Linked DNA regions of Sus scrofa: regions 2 and 3 are each linked to region 1. The links are chromatin contacts, called in public HiChIP or PLAC-seq maps. All regions are on one chromosome and are shown on one strand. The core of a region is the stretch at or near the end of the contact, and the rest is flanking DNA. Distances in the headings are between cores, read along the strand shown. Region 1 overlaps PWWP2A (PWWP domain-containing protein 2A). Region 2 holds the start of C1QTNF2 (C1q and TNF related 2). Region 3 overlaps SLU7 (pre-mRNA-splicing factor SLU7).

What was found. HiChIP or PLAC-seq counts read pairs in DNA pulled down with a chosen protein or histone mark.
Region 2: an H3K27ac HiChIP or PLAC-seq map of alveolar macrophages shows a contact between it and region 1. The contact joins the promoter of C1QTNF2 here to the enhancer-like site in region 1. A contact is called at or near these places in 8 of 47 Hi-C or Micro-C datasets (embryonic fibroblasts, fetal skeletal muscle, heart right ventricle and 4 more) and 2 of 2 datasets of contacts at active chromatin or transcription factors (alveolar macrophages and skeletal muscle).
Region 3: an H3K27ac HiChIP or PLAC-seq map of alveolar macrophages shows a contact between it and region 1. The contact joins two enhancer-like sites. A contact is called at or near these places in 1 of 5 promoter capture datasets (liver), 6 of 47 Hi-C or Micro-C datasets (brain, embryonic fibroblasts, mesenteric adipose tissue and 2 more) and 1 of 2 datasets of contacts at active chromatin or transcription factors (alveolar macrophages).

Annotation. Positions count from the first base shown.
Region 1 is chr16:63,442,440-63,446,723 of Sscrofa11.1, forward strand. It overlaps PWWP2A (PWWP domain-containing protein 2A), which reads left to right. Exons shown (of 4, transcript XR_002339711.1): 4 at 2,631-4,284. Among named protein-coding and RNA genes, the nearest start is that of PWWP2A, 35 kb to the left of the region's middle. Within about 2 kb of position 2,427, at least 7 of the 83 cell types and tissues checked have an H3K27ac peak or open chromatin away from gene starts, as enhancers often do. A contact at or near this core is called in alveolar macrophages, where this site is marked.
Region 2 is chr16:63,178,924-63,183,183 of Sscrofa11.1, forward strand. It overlaps C1QTNF2 (C1q and TNF related 2), which reads left to right and starts at 1,659. Exons shown (of 3, transcript NM_001142829.1): 1 at 1,659-1,697; 2 at 3,515-3,767. The coding sequence starts at 3,524. It overlaps LOC102168193 (a long non-coding RNA gene), which reads right to left and starts at 3,205. Exons shown (of 4, transcript XR_001301904.2): 1 at 2,352-3,205.
Region 3 is chr16:63,136,103-63,140,317 of Sscrofa11.1, forward strand. It overlaps SLU7 (pre-mRNA-splicing factor SLU7), which reads left to right. Exons shown (of 16, transcript XM_003134093.4): 16 at 1-4,215. It overlaps LOC102168193 (a long non-coding RNA gene), which reads right to left. Exons shown (of 4, transcript XR_001301904.2): 3 at 529-596. Among named protein-coding and RNA genes, the nearest start is that of SLU7, 20 kb to the left of the region's middle. Within about 2 kb of position 2,584, at least 71 of the 83 cell types and tissues checked have an H3K27ac peak or open chromatin away from gene starts, as enhancers often do. A contact at or near this core is called in alveolar macrophages, where this site is marked.

The sequences.
Region 1 (4,284 bases), core at 1,177-3,676:
AGTGGTGAAAAAGCAGACTTTAACATTGCCTTTTTATTGCCATATTTTGGTGTGAGTCCTGTTGTGCTGCAGTTTGTCTAAAACTCTAGAAAATTAACTGGTTAGAAAAATAATATTAAGACTAGAAAACCATGGAGTTTCCATTGTGGTGCAGCGGAAATGAATCCAACTAGTATCCATGAGGATGTGGGTTTGATCCTTGCCCTCGCTTAGTCGGTTGAGGACCCAGCATTTCCCTGAGCTGGATGTGGTGTAGGTCACAGATGCAGCTTTGATCCTGTGTTGCTGTGGCTGTCGTGTAGGCCGGCAGCTGCAGCTCTGATTTGACCCCTAGCCTGGGACTTGCATATGCCGTGGGTTCAGCCCTGAAAACAAAAAACAAAAGACTAGGAAACCAGAATGTCTGTTACAAAATGAGGCACTTATTTATGCCTTTCCTTGTTGTTCATATTGCATTTTTCTACATTGTATAAGAGAAAATTTATATCAACTGTCCAGGAAGACAGTAGCTACATGTATATAATCTTAATTCTTCAGTTTTTAGTTCTGGGCTTTGCTTTAAGAGTGTGACCTCCTCTGCTCCTTTCTCACAATCTGAAAGGGAGATGGGGAGATTGAATGTTTATTTTCCTCGTTCTGATTTGCCCCTTTATATCTTTGCTGCGTCCCAGGAATAGCTGCCATTGTTGCATGTAAGCTTTCTCTTCAAGGACAAAATAAGTAATTTCCAGTGAAATTGTAGCCTTTTATCAGGGCCGTCTTCTTATTTTTTTTCTTTTTCAATGCGGTCTCCTTACTTTTACGCTTCATTGCCAGCGTGCCCTGGCCCTTGCTAATGGATCCTATGACTGCAGCCAGTTTCTTAGGACAGACCTAGAGATCCTAAAAGCATTAAGAGGAAACTCATCTTGAACATGAACACAAAAGACTAGCGGGCCAGACTCTGTGGTCTGGGGTCTTGCATGTTTGTTTTTTACACGGCACTGGAGAGGGGAAATGCACATGGATAACACCATTCTTTGATGCAGTTTCTTGATTTTCCTCTTGGCTAGAAATGAAAAGAAGATTTTGGAGTTCCCGTCGTGGCGCAGTGGTTAACGAATCTGACTAGGAACCATGAGGTTGCAGGTTCGATCCCTGCCCTTGCTCAGTGGGTTAACGATCCGGCGTTGCCGTGAGCTGCGGTGTAGGTCGCAGATGCGGCTCGGATCCCGCGTTGCTGTGGCTCTGGCGTAGGCTGGCAGCTACAGCTCTGATTCGACCCCTAGCCTGGGAACCTCCATATGCCACGGGAGCGGCCCAAGAAATGGCAAAAAGACAAAAAAAAAAAAAAGATTTTTTTAGAATGATTATTGAAACCCAAGTTTTAAATATAGAGAGGTTCAAAAGATAAATTCCTTGTGCATTCATCTTTTTTTCTTGTGTGACTGCTATTCCATTGTAGCTAGTAGTATATTTGTTTTCTCATTAAAAAAAAAGGATAAATAGCCTTTATTTAAACTTATTAAACCTCATTTAAGAAAATTACTCTTGGAGTTCCTGTCGTGGCACAGCAGAAACACATCCGACTAGGAACCATGAGGTTGTAGGTTTGATCCCTGGCCTTGCTCAGTGGGTTAAGGATCTGGCATTGTCATGAGCTGTGGTGTAGGTCGCAGACGTGGCTCAGATCTGGTGCTGCTGTGTCTGTGGTGTAGGCCGCCAGCTGTAGCTCCAATTAGACCCCTAGCCTGGGAACCTCCATATGCCATGGGTGTGGCCCTAAAAAGACAAAAAAATTATTAAAATTAAGTAAACATGTGTATGTATTTCTAGATCAGGTGTATAAAGTTTCTCTTTTTCAGTGCCAGAAGAGCCTTAAGGTTTTGATTATATGCTACACTTCTGGTTTAGCATTTAAAAACATGTTGTAGGGACTGCATGTTTAAATCTGTGATCCCAGAGTTGATTACACTGATGAGATAGATGAGTTGTTTCTTATTTATACTGTATTTAAAGTAGGGAAGTAGGAAACAAGTAAATAGTTTAAAAAGTAAGGCTTAAAACAACAATCTTTTACCTGAATTATGCTTAAATGAGAAAGCTAACCTTGTCAAACCCATTTCAAGCAGGTGGTTAGCTCACAGTAAGCTCAGGCCTGATGCTCCCCCCTGGCATTAAAGGAGAATGGGACTCGGGCAGTTTTTGGTCAGTCTTCAAGAGGGAAACTCTGAGCTCATTCATGATATGCTACAGATAGGCTGACAACTTTGGCCCTTGTTGAATACTGAGGAGATCATGACTACTCCAACACTAGCCTAGTGTTAGGCTAGTAAAAATTTTTTGTCAGGAGCATTAAATGTGAGCATTATTGTAGGGCTAACATCTTCATGAGCCTTTAGGCGTTTGGCTGCTCAGTTGACTTGGGCTGGAGAGTGCCCTCTCCTGGCCAGCACTGGTGTGCACACACCAAGTCTTTCCTGTTACCAGAGCTTCACGTTCTTTGAAGCCAGTGAGTTACCTAGGATAAATTAATTATGAAAAATTCAATTGAAGTTTGGTCTTATTTTTAAATTTTTTTTTGGTAAGATGGATTAAAAAGAACTCAAATGACTGCTCTATTTTTGTTAACTTGGTTTTTTCTACCATAGGTCTCAACAAATGGCAGCTATTACATCAGACAGTGACGAATCCTGCTGCTCCCTTACAGTGTCTGACAGACCACTGTGGATTCAGACTGGGAGCATTGAAGTTAACAGTGAAACGGGCAGGTCTGTCTGTGTTAAGCCCTGCCACAGAGTGAAGAGGGCATCATGTCATCCTTATCATTCCCAAAGTAGGTTAGGCTAGATTTAAAGGGGATGCATTAGTTCTTTCTCCTTGTCTTTACTGACCTTGGTTAGCTGGGTGTATTCATGTAAGTGATAGTTTGAATGAGTGAAAATAACTTTTAACCAGTATTAGCTGCTGTGTTTAAAAAAAAGAAGAATAAAAGGAGAGCTAGCCTCCCACGAGCTTCCTTGAATTGAGAGGAGTTACTCCTAGGGTAGAAGTTGGGTGTCACAACTGCAGAATTTTGTCAAGGATGACTGAGTGTCCACTGGAAGTCAAGTATCGGATTTATCTTTTCATTGTCTCAGTCTCTGTCACTTTTATACTCATTACTTCTTAGTCATTACTTAATATATAAGGATATGTGTAGCTGTATATAAGTGAATTAAACCTCAAAACCGTTGTCATTTACAAAAGGCAAGTCAAAACTCAGGAGGAATGCTTAAATGTATCTGTAATCTATTTAAGTACATTTATTAAAACCACCTAGGATAATGCCTAAAAGGCTTATTTGGGGGCTAGCAGGAAAAGTTGAGGAAATTTTGCTGTGCTGCTTTTGAAGTTAGTTTTTTTTTTTTCTTTCTTGAATTAAGGCTATTTAACTCACTAGTGTTTGAAGCTAGTAAAGAGATATTAATTGAATTGTATCATTGTATGTGAGCTGTGATTTGCAAACTGGGTCAGAATGGCACATGTTGGATTCAAGATTGAGGCTGGGATATTTTGGACTCTTACCTATGTAGGAGTGATAGCTACCAGGTGATCTGAGGGAATAGCATTTTCAGTTTTCTGCACCTCCTATGGGAATAATAAGATCTGCTTTGGTCCTTGGCTTTCCTGCCAACTTGAATAGGCTTCACTAAGGTTGAGTTGTAAATAGAAGGAAATGAAATTGTACAGGGGATTGGCTGTTTACCTTTTTCTTTCAGTTTATAAAATGGGGATACTTACTTCCAAAGTTCCCTGAGTCTGAATTTATTATGATCATATCAGTATCTTAGTTTTAGACATAAAAACTTTCCTTAGCTCAGTGTTTAATTTTAAAATGATGTTAGTCATTCTGTTTCTTTAGTAGCAAGGACTACATCACCTTCTGTTTTGATGTGTGCAATATTTATGGCTAGAAGCCAGTTTTCATTGCTTGAGAAGAAATGTGATAGACCCCCCTGTGAAGTTTATTTTATAGGCTTTGATCCAGTAAGTGAAGCATGGCAGCACTGGAAGTGAAGATCTTGAGTTCTAAGAAATACAGCTACTTTGAAATGTTTGGAAGTTAAATACTGGGAAGGATGGGGTGGTTTTTTTTTCTTTTTCTATGTTTTGTCTGTTATTATTACACGGAAGGTACCATATCTTTAGTTTAAAAATACATTGGACCAAAAATAATCGTCGTTCTTTCCACTGCTCACATGTTTTGGAATTTAAACTCTCATTGATACTTAGGCTCCCAGGTTTGAAAGGCATAACCAGGGA
Region 2 (4,260 bases), core at 409-2,908, 260 kb before region 1:
CTTTCAGCTTGGGCATGAAGAGTGCCTGTGGAGGGCGCAAGGGACCATGGTAGAGGCTCTTTCCAGGTCTCAGCAAGGAATGAGCTGATGATGTGGGGGAGGGGGAGTGGTGCATTGTGCACCCTGGTTTTTTGGTTCAGCCCTTGGGGACACCCCTTTAACACTCCTGTCATGGCCCGGGAGGCTGCCCCCATCACCTTGGCTAAACCACATGTGGTCCTCAAGTATCCTGAGGGAGAAAAGACATCCCTTACACATTTTCAAAATCATGAATTCTATGTTTGTGCGTGCAAAATGATATAATAAAAGATGAGAGATATCAAAGAAATTTCTCTATTGCTGTGTGTGGCTTTGGTATATGCTTCAAGATCTCTCCTATAATTTGGAATATTTAGGAAGAAAATCTGAGAAACGCTGACATAATGGAAAGCATTTGGGCATTAGGGTCAGCCAAACCTAAGTTCAAATATAACTTCTGCATGAACTAGTTGTGTAAATATGAGCAAATTAGCCTCTCCAAGCTTCAGTTTCCTCTTCTATAAAGCAGTGCACGCGGTGGCAGGGGCGGTGCAGGGGGTAGATACCAGGGAAGGGAGCTAGATGTATTACATTATATATTATGAATAGTCTTCAGAGCCCTTCAGATGCAGGTTCAAATGTTCTCCCAGTATTCGAATTGTATGACTTTGAGAAAATCATTTCACTTCTCAGAGCCTCTATTTCTTCTGAACACAAGAAGGTTACTGTCTTCATAGGGTTTATTGTAAACTTCAAATAAAATAATTCCAGTAAAGAGCTTTGCATGTTTCCTGGAACTTTATAGATGTCCACTTAAGACAGTTTGCCTCTGCCTCAGTTTCCCTGTCTATATCCAAAGGGGTTGGATTGGATGGCCCCCTGGGGCTCTCCTCAAGTTTGTCATTCTAAATTTATTTTTAAAATCTTGCAAGAATGAACCTGTCTGGATGCCTTGGGGCCTTGGACCCTCTCCTAGCACTTCTTGACTCCAGGTTTTTTTACCTCCGTGGTGTGGAGAATAGGCTGAGGGGCCCAGAGCAGGGGAGGCTGGGAGTGGGGTTATTTGGAGCCTGGTGTTTTGGGGGTTTTTGGGGTTTGGGGAGGTTGTTTATTTGGTTTAGGGCACCATACCCCATGGCATGTGGAAATTCCCAGGCTAGGGGTCGAATAAGAGCTACAGCTGATGGCCCACACCACAACCACAGCGACATGGGATCTGTGACCTACACCACAGCTCACAGCAATGCAGGATCCTTAACCCATTAAGCAAGGTCAAGGGTCAAACTCGCATCCTTGTGGCATCCTTGTGGATACTAGTCGGATTCATTTCCTCTGGGCTACAATGAGAACTCCTGTTGTTTTTTGTTTGTTTGTTTGTTTTGAGGTGTCCTGGAGGCAAGGAGATTGCCCTCTCCATCCCTCTGGGTTTGGAACAAGAATCTAATCGCCCCGCCTTTATTTCCAAAACAGTTCCTGGCTCAGGCTGCAGGAACCTCCAGGCTCCAGCCCTGAGAAATCCCTTCCTCTCGGCTTGTTCCAGAGCCCTAGGCCTCCACCCAGCCCCTGAGCCCCTGAGTGGGCCGGCACCACTGAGCGGGATCCCCTGTGGTCCAAAGAGGCTGGAGGGGAAGGACGTGGGCTGGAGAGAAGACCCTCCTCCCTGGAGTGTGGGAGTGGAGGTGAGAAAAAAGAGGAGCTCTTCCCCTCCCTCCTGGCTTTCTCTCCTCCAGCTGTCTCTCTCCCCTGCCTGACTTGCAGACTCTCATCTGCCTGGGAGACTTGCCCTACTTCTTCCTTCCCTCCTTCCCTCCCTCCCTCTCGGAAAATATTTTCAGGTTGGCACTTTCCTAACTATTTCAAACCTGCTTTGAGAATTCAGTTTCTCTCCTGGGGCCCTACTTGTGTCCCAGCTCACAAGTAACACTAAGACCAGTTTTGCAAGGCTCTCATCAAGCAGACCAGGTAAGGAGATGAAGATTCCTGGGGCCTACAGTGTGTCTAGGACACCGTGTTCCAAAAGTTACATCCTGCATGTAAACTTCCCCCACATTTGCCAGGCTTGCCTGAGCACACATTGCACTAGGGGACAGCAAACTGCAACTTTATTTTTGTCTCCCTCTGCCCCTTTATAATTTAGCAGTGAGGGAGCTCTACCCCACCCCTGCCCCCTGGTAATTCACTCCCAAGGAATCCATCTTTAGTCAAAGGTGAGACTTCTCCTCTCCCCTGCACAGGTGTGAGGCTGGCAGGACCATCTGCTCCCTCTCCCAGGCCACCTCTCTCCAGGTTGAAGGACGGAGAGGTAAAGGGACAGATGACAGGAGGGTCCTTACTTGTTTCACTGCTGGGACAGGGTGGACACTGATGACGTCTCTTCTGTGGGGTGCCTTCTGTGGGCTCCTCAGGCTTTCCCAGGTTGAGTCCTCCAACCGGAACAGTCGTGAAGCTGCTCTATCCCTGGCCTTTTGCACACTTTCCTTTCACAGGCAAGTCCAGGCCTCACCCTCAGCTTCTGGTTGTCTGGTTTTCTGGTATCCACCCTGCATGGTTATCGCTGCTGGGCTGCCCTCTTTCTGTTCTGATCTTTCTGGCCCAGGCTGGCTGGGGCTGCAGAATGTCCAGTACCTTCCATCGACCAGGGAGGACAGGAAGGCCGTCAGCCCCCTTCCTGGACAGCAGAGCGCTCTCTCTTCCTCTTCCCCTTTTTCACGATGCATGTCCATGCCCTTTCCCCTCCCAGGGACGCTGGTCACATTTTAAAATCCAAGGGTGCCCAGAGTCATAGAATGGGCTCTCAAATGGTTGTTTTGTCACTTCTTCGTTTTTTGGCCTGACCCCTCAACTTAGTGGTTTAGCGTGCAACCTCTCGTGTGACCTCGTGCCCCGCTGAAAATTTCCATTTTAACACCCTCTGTAGCTCACCCACTGAGGCTTTCTTTGAGTCCTCTCTAAAGGGCTAGATATCCAGAACTAAGCTGCGCTGGTCAAGTCCCCCTTTTTTTCGGTCATTTCTGGCTACCCCGCCGAATATGAAGCTCCTGGGCCAGAGATCAAATGGGAGCCACAGTCATGACGTAAACTCTAGTTATGGCAACACTGGATCCCTCACCCACTGTGCTGGGCCAGGGGTCGAATCTGGATGCCCACTCCTCCTCTGGATGTCTTTCTTTTTTTTTTTTTTTTCCTTTTTAGGGCCACACCTGTGGCATATGGAAGTTCCCAGGTTAGGGGTCCAATCAGAGCTGTAGCTGCCAGATACAGCCACAGTAACACTAGATCCAAGCCATGTCTGAGACCTACACCAAAGCTCATGGCAATGCTGGATCCTTAACCCATTGAGTGAGGCCAGGGATAGAATCTCTTTCCTCATGGATACTAGTCAGGTTTGTAACCAACCAGCCAAGCCGCAGTGGGAACTACTGGATGCCTTTCTGACCGACTGCCAGTTAGCTCAGTGGCCAAACTTGCCTGCTCACAGGTCTCTTGCCTCCTACAGGTGACCACCATGATCCCCTGGGTGCTCTTGGCCTGCACCCTTCCTTGTGCAGCTGACCCGCTCCTTGGTGCCTTCGCTCGCAGGGACTTCCAGAAGGGATCCCCTCAACTCATCTGCAGCCTGCCTGGCCCTCAGGGCCCACCTGGCCCCCCAGGAGCCCCAGGGCCCTCGGGAATGGTGGGAAGAATGGGCTTTCCAGGCAGAGATGGCCAGGATGGCCAGGACGGGGACCGGGGGAACAGCGGAGAGGAAGGTAAGAGCCCAGTGCCTGTCCCTCCTGTTCCCACCTGTGGTGACTGCATCTGACACAAAAAAACACAGCAGGGGGAGGAAATTAAATTATTTGCTCCAAATACTATTGTGATCATTCATTTTTAGAGGGTTTTTTTTTTACTATGTATATAATTTATATATAACAATATATAATGGGGGTTTTTTTAGCCTTTTTTTTTTTTTTTTAAGGGCCATACACAGAGCACATGAAAGTTCCCAGGCTAGGAGTCAAATTGGAGCTGCAGCTGCCGGCCGACACCACAGCCACAGCAATGTGGGATCCAAACCATGTCTGCAGCCTACGCCACAGCTCATGGCAACACCAGATCCTTAACCCACTGAGCAAGGCCAAGGATCAAACTGGCATCCTCATGGATACTAGTTGGATTCATTCTGCTGTGCCACAACAGGAGATCCCAAGGAACAGCTTTTTGATCTTTATTAGTTTTATTTTGTTCCCCATTCCCTTTGGG
Region 3 (4,215 bases), core at 1,334-3,833, 310 kb before region 1:
GCAGAAAGTGATTTATAGGGCTGGTGGGAGCCTGGGTTAGCTTTTGTGCATTTGATTTAGGAAACTTCAGGACACTTTCAACTCAAGAAAAATGTGTCACCTAACATTTCTGGACTTTTTTTTTTAGGGCCAAACCTATGGCACATGGAAATTCCCAGGCTAGGAGTAGAATCAGAGCTGTAGCTGCAGGCCTACGCAACAGCCATAGCAACTCGGGATCCGAGCTGCATCTTCGACTTAGACCACAGCTCACAGCAATGCGGGATCCCCAGCCCCACAGATTGAGGTCAGGGATCAAACCTGCATCCTCATGGATACTAGTTGGATTTGTTTCCACTGTGTCACAATGGGAATTCCAACATTTCTGGGCTTCTGTTCCATCTTCTGTGAAACCTAATTTACTCTGATTTTAGGAAGAATTCTATAACATTTGAAATCATGTCGTAGTTCTGTTTCATTCTGGAAAAAAGGTAACATCTTGAACATTACTGAAGATAAGAGGTGTGATTTTATTATCTCAATAATTACCTTTTGAATGCTGGAACTTTGGGCTGGAACTTTTTTTCTTTTTCTTTTTTTTCTTCACAGGGCCGCACCTGCAACATAGGGAAGTTCACAGACTAGGGGTCAAATCGGAGCTGCTGCTGCCAACCTATGCCACAACCATGGCGATGCCACATCTGAGCGAGATATGTGGCCTATGCTGCAGCTTGCACCAATGCCGGCTCCTTAACCCACTCAGCAAGGCCAGAGATCAAACCTGAATCCTCATGGATACTAGTCAGGTTCTTAACCCACTGAGCCACAACAGTAACTCCTGTAATTTTCATGTGTTATCTCTTCAAAAGAATTTCATGGGGTGAGTAATGGATAACAGCCATATTTTATAGTTAGCTAAGGACTTAATAACTCCAGGTAACTTGCTCAAGTCCTATCAGTTAAAAGTGTTGGTGCCAGTACATAAAGCCAAGTCTCTGACTCTAAAGCCCACTCCTTTCTCTTGCATTTAAAGCCCAGGTTTCTGGACCAGGAAGGCTGCTCTTTTGCAATTTCTCTCACTGACAGAAACCTTAGATAGCCTCTCAATCTTTTTATCAGGTTCACCCTCAATACTTGAAAATGATGCACCAGAAGTTCCCATCATGGCTCAGTGGTTAACGAATCCGACTAGGAACCATGAGGTTTCAGGTTCAATCCCTGGCCTTGATCAGTGGGTTAAGGATCTGGTGTTGCCGTGAGCTGTGGTGTAGGTCGCAGACGTGGCTCGGATCCTGCATTGCTGTGGCTCTGGTGTAGGCCGAAGGCTATGGCTAGGATTAGACCCCTAGCCTGGGAACCTCCATATGCTGAGGGGAGCGGCCCTAGAAAAGGCAAAAAGACAAAAAAAAAAAAAAGAAAGAAAATGATGCATCTCTCCTACATTCTTTGACACTTTCCCTTCCCCCACTTTTGCAGGATGCTTCTCACAAGCTTATATAAAAAATAAATAGAATGTGATTTCATTAAATACCCTCAAAATAGGAAAGAGTAGGTTGGTTTGTTTTGCCATTTTCTAGTTTACAGCTTGGGGTTTTTCTCTGAAGTCTATCATGCATTTATATCTTTAAGAGCCTGTAATCTAAGAATTTTAAATAAATCTTTTGGCGTCCCCGCCATGGCACAATGGATTAAGAACCCTACTGCAGCAGCTCAGGAGGGTTTGATCCCCAGCCCTGCACAGTGTTATTGGATCTGGTGTTGCCACAGCTGCAGCTAGCTGGAGTCACAGCTGTGGCTTGGATTCAATACCTGTCCCAGGAACTAACATATGCTGCAGGTGCGGGCTTTAAAATTTTTAAACAATCTTTTCTCCTATGATTCTTAGCAAATTCATCCACACGCTCTAATTTGTGGGAAGAGGGCAACACGTGTGGGCAAGAGGACTCATCCTCTACCATTAGCATCTTAATGGCATTTACAACTTGTCCCATTTGCCTGAATGTTTAATTTGGGAGTGGAATGAGCTTCCTTCTCTTTTACCTCATTTATTACACATAGGAAATGGTTAATTACTGGAGTTTATAATCTCCAAGCCCAAACCCTGACACAATATAAAGTTTCATTTCTAGTGCTCTGAATGTTAAAAGGTAGAACTATATGGACGTCCAGTGTCTTCCATCTCTGAGACTCTACAATTCATCCTTTTTGGCCGACACAATAAGCAAAAAATTTCCAGCGCCACTAGTCTGAAAAGCGGGCCAGCGCGCATGCTCCTTAGTCAAGTCAGCGGTGCCTTCAGCCTTTTGCCATCGCGCCTGCGTGCCGGGATGCACCTCGCCCAGTGTGCGGGCGGGAAGCCACCCGGAGAACCCGGATGGAACCCAGCGCGGCTGGAGCTGAGGAGACTGCGGGCGCTCCTGCCTCACCGCGCTCCGCAAGTTCCTGCTCCGGGGTCGGACCCAAGGCGCCACCGCTGGTTTCAACGCCCCGAGGCTGGGCCCCAGCCTGAGTCGAGAGCGAATTGGAGCCTGAGACAGGCGCCTAAAAGCCCGAGCATCCCTTGGGCCTGCGCCTCTGGCTCCGAGACGGCGGGCAGAGACCAAGCAGTCTTCTTCCCGCGCCGCCAGCATACTTAACTCGCCCGGGCCGCCTCCTAAACGCTCCGTCCTTAATAATACACAACAGGTCCTACTAGTTACAAGGTGGTGTTCTTTACATGCATGCTCACAATTAAACCTCCCAACAATCCTATAAGGTAGGTACTATTGTCATCCCCAGTTGAGGGATTGAAGCCTGGACAGGTACCCAGCCTCTAAGTGACAAAGCCAGGATCCCAGGCGTTCGTTTGCTTCTGCAGAGTATGCTCAGCGACTGCATTCCTGTCGCTTCTCTCCCGGCTGTTGCTTTTAACTGTAAGAGGTAATGAGTCAATCCTCTGCCTCCCTGACACCCGCACCAACTATGGACCGGCATAGGCGGTGGCCAGGTATAATAAGTTGGACTGTATTTGGTTTGGAGTTTTAGGTTTACAACTGTACTTTGGTATTGTCACTGCTGATATTGATGTTTTAGCCTTCCCCACATTATTTCGGTTCTGTGAATGTTCACTTGTAACTGGTTTTTCTCTCAGTTGTACTTTTTCATGTGTACCTTTCATAAACTTGCAAAATACTCTTGTTAAATCTGGTCTTTCATTCTGCATCTTCAGAAAGCTCTCAACGAACTCTCCAATGAATCATTCTAAAATCAAATTATGTCTATCTCAATAAGATAATCCTTTTCATTTTACTGTTTATTATGGAAATTTTCCAGTGTACATAGAAACTAGTGAGAATGTGTACCCATTATCCACCTTCAGCAGTTACCAGTTCAAGGCCAATCCTAGTCTATTTCCACCCCATTATGTGTGTGTGTGTGTGTGTGTGTGTGTGTTCAGTTCAGTATTTCAAAGGAAATCCCAGACATCTTATTTCACTTGTAAATAATTAAGACTGTACCTCTAATAAAAAAAGACCTTATTTTTAACACAACCCATACCATTATTACACTGTTTCAATTAACAATAATTACTTAATAAGATGATGCTTTTTTAATGTTTACCTATTTTAGGATATTGTGATTGCTAAATACCACAAAGGAGCAAGTGAAAATTGTAAGGTTCTAAAACACAAGCAAGCCTCTTGGGCGGTAAGTTCATCTCTGAGGATCTTGAAAATTCTTTCTACCTATTCTCCTTTTTCAAGGGGGATGGAGAAGAATACTAGAAATGACTGTTTCTAAAAATTCTTTTGTTCCAAGCAGATAACTCTTCAGTCAAAATATACTTGAGTAGCATAGTCAGAGTGTATAAGAATGTACTCTTAACTCATCCTATGATTTCTAATGAGACTAAAGTAAAGCTTTTTCCTTTACTCCTTCTGCCCCCCAAATACATGTAACAGAATACAGAAGTATAAGCATTTTTATGTTCATGTCATAATTTTATCATTATTAATTAGGAGAGGTTCAGTTGGCCTATAGTCTCATCTCTTGCCCAAAGAAAGCTTGAGATCAACTCCGAACTTCAAATTGTCTTGACTGGCAGACATCTTCCAATGTTAAACTGACTGACAACAACCATATGGCAGATCAACTTAAACTGACTGACAACAACCATATGGCAGATCAACTTAGTAGTTACATAGAGATACATTTTACAACTAGTTATTCTTGGCAGAGTCACTAGAAAACTTTTAA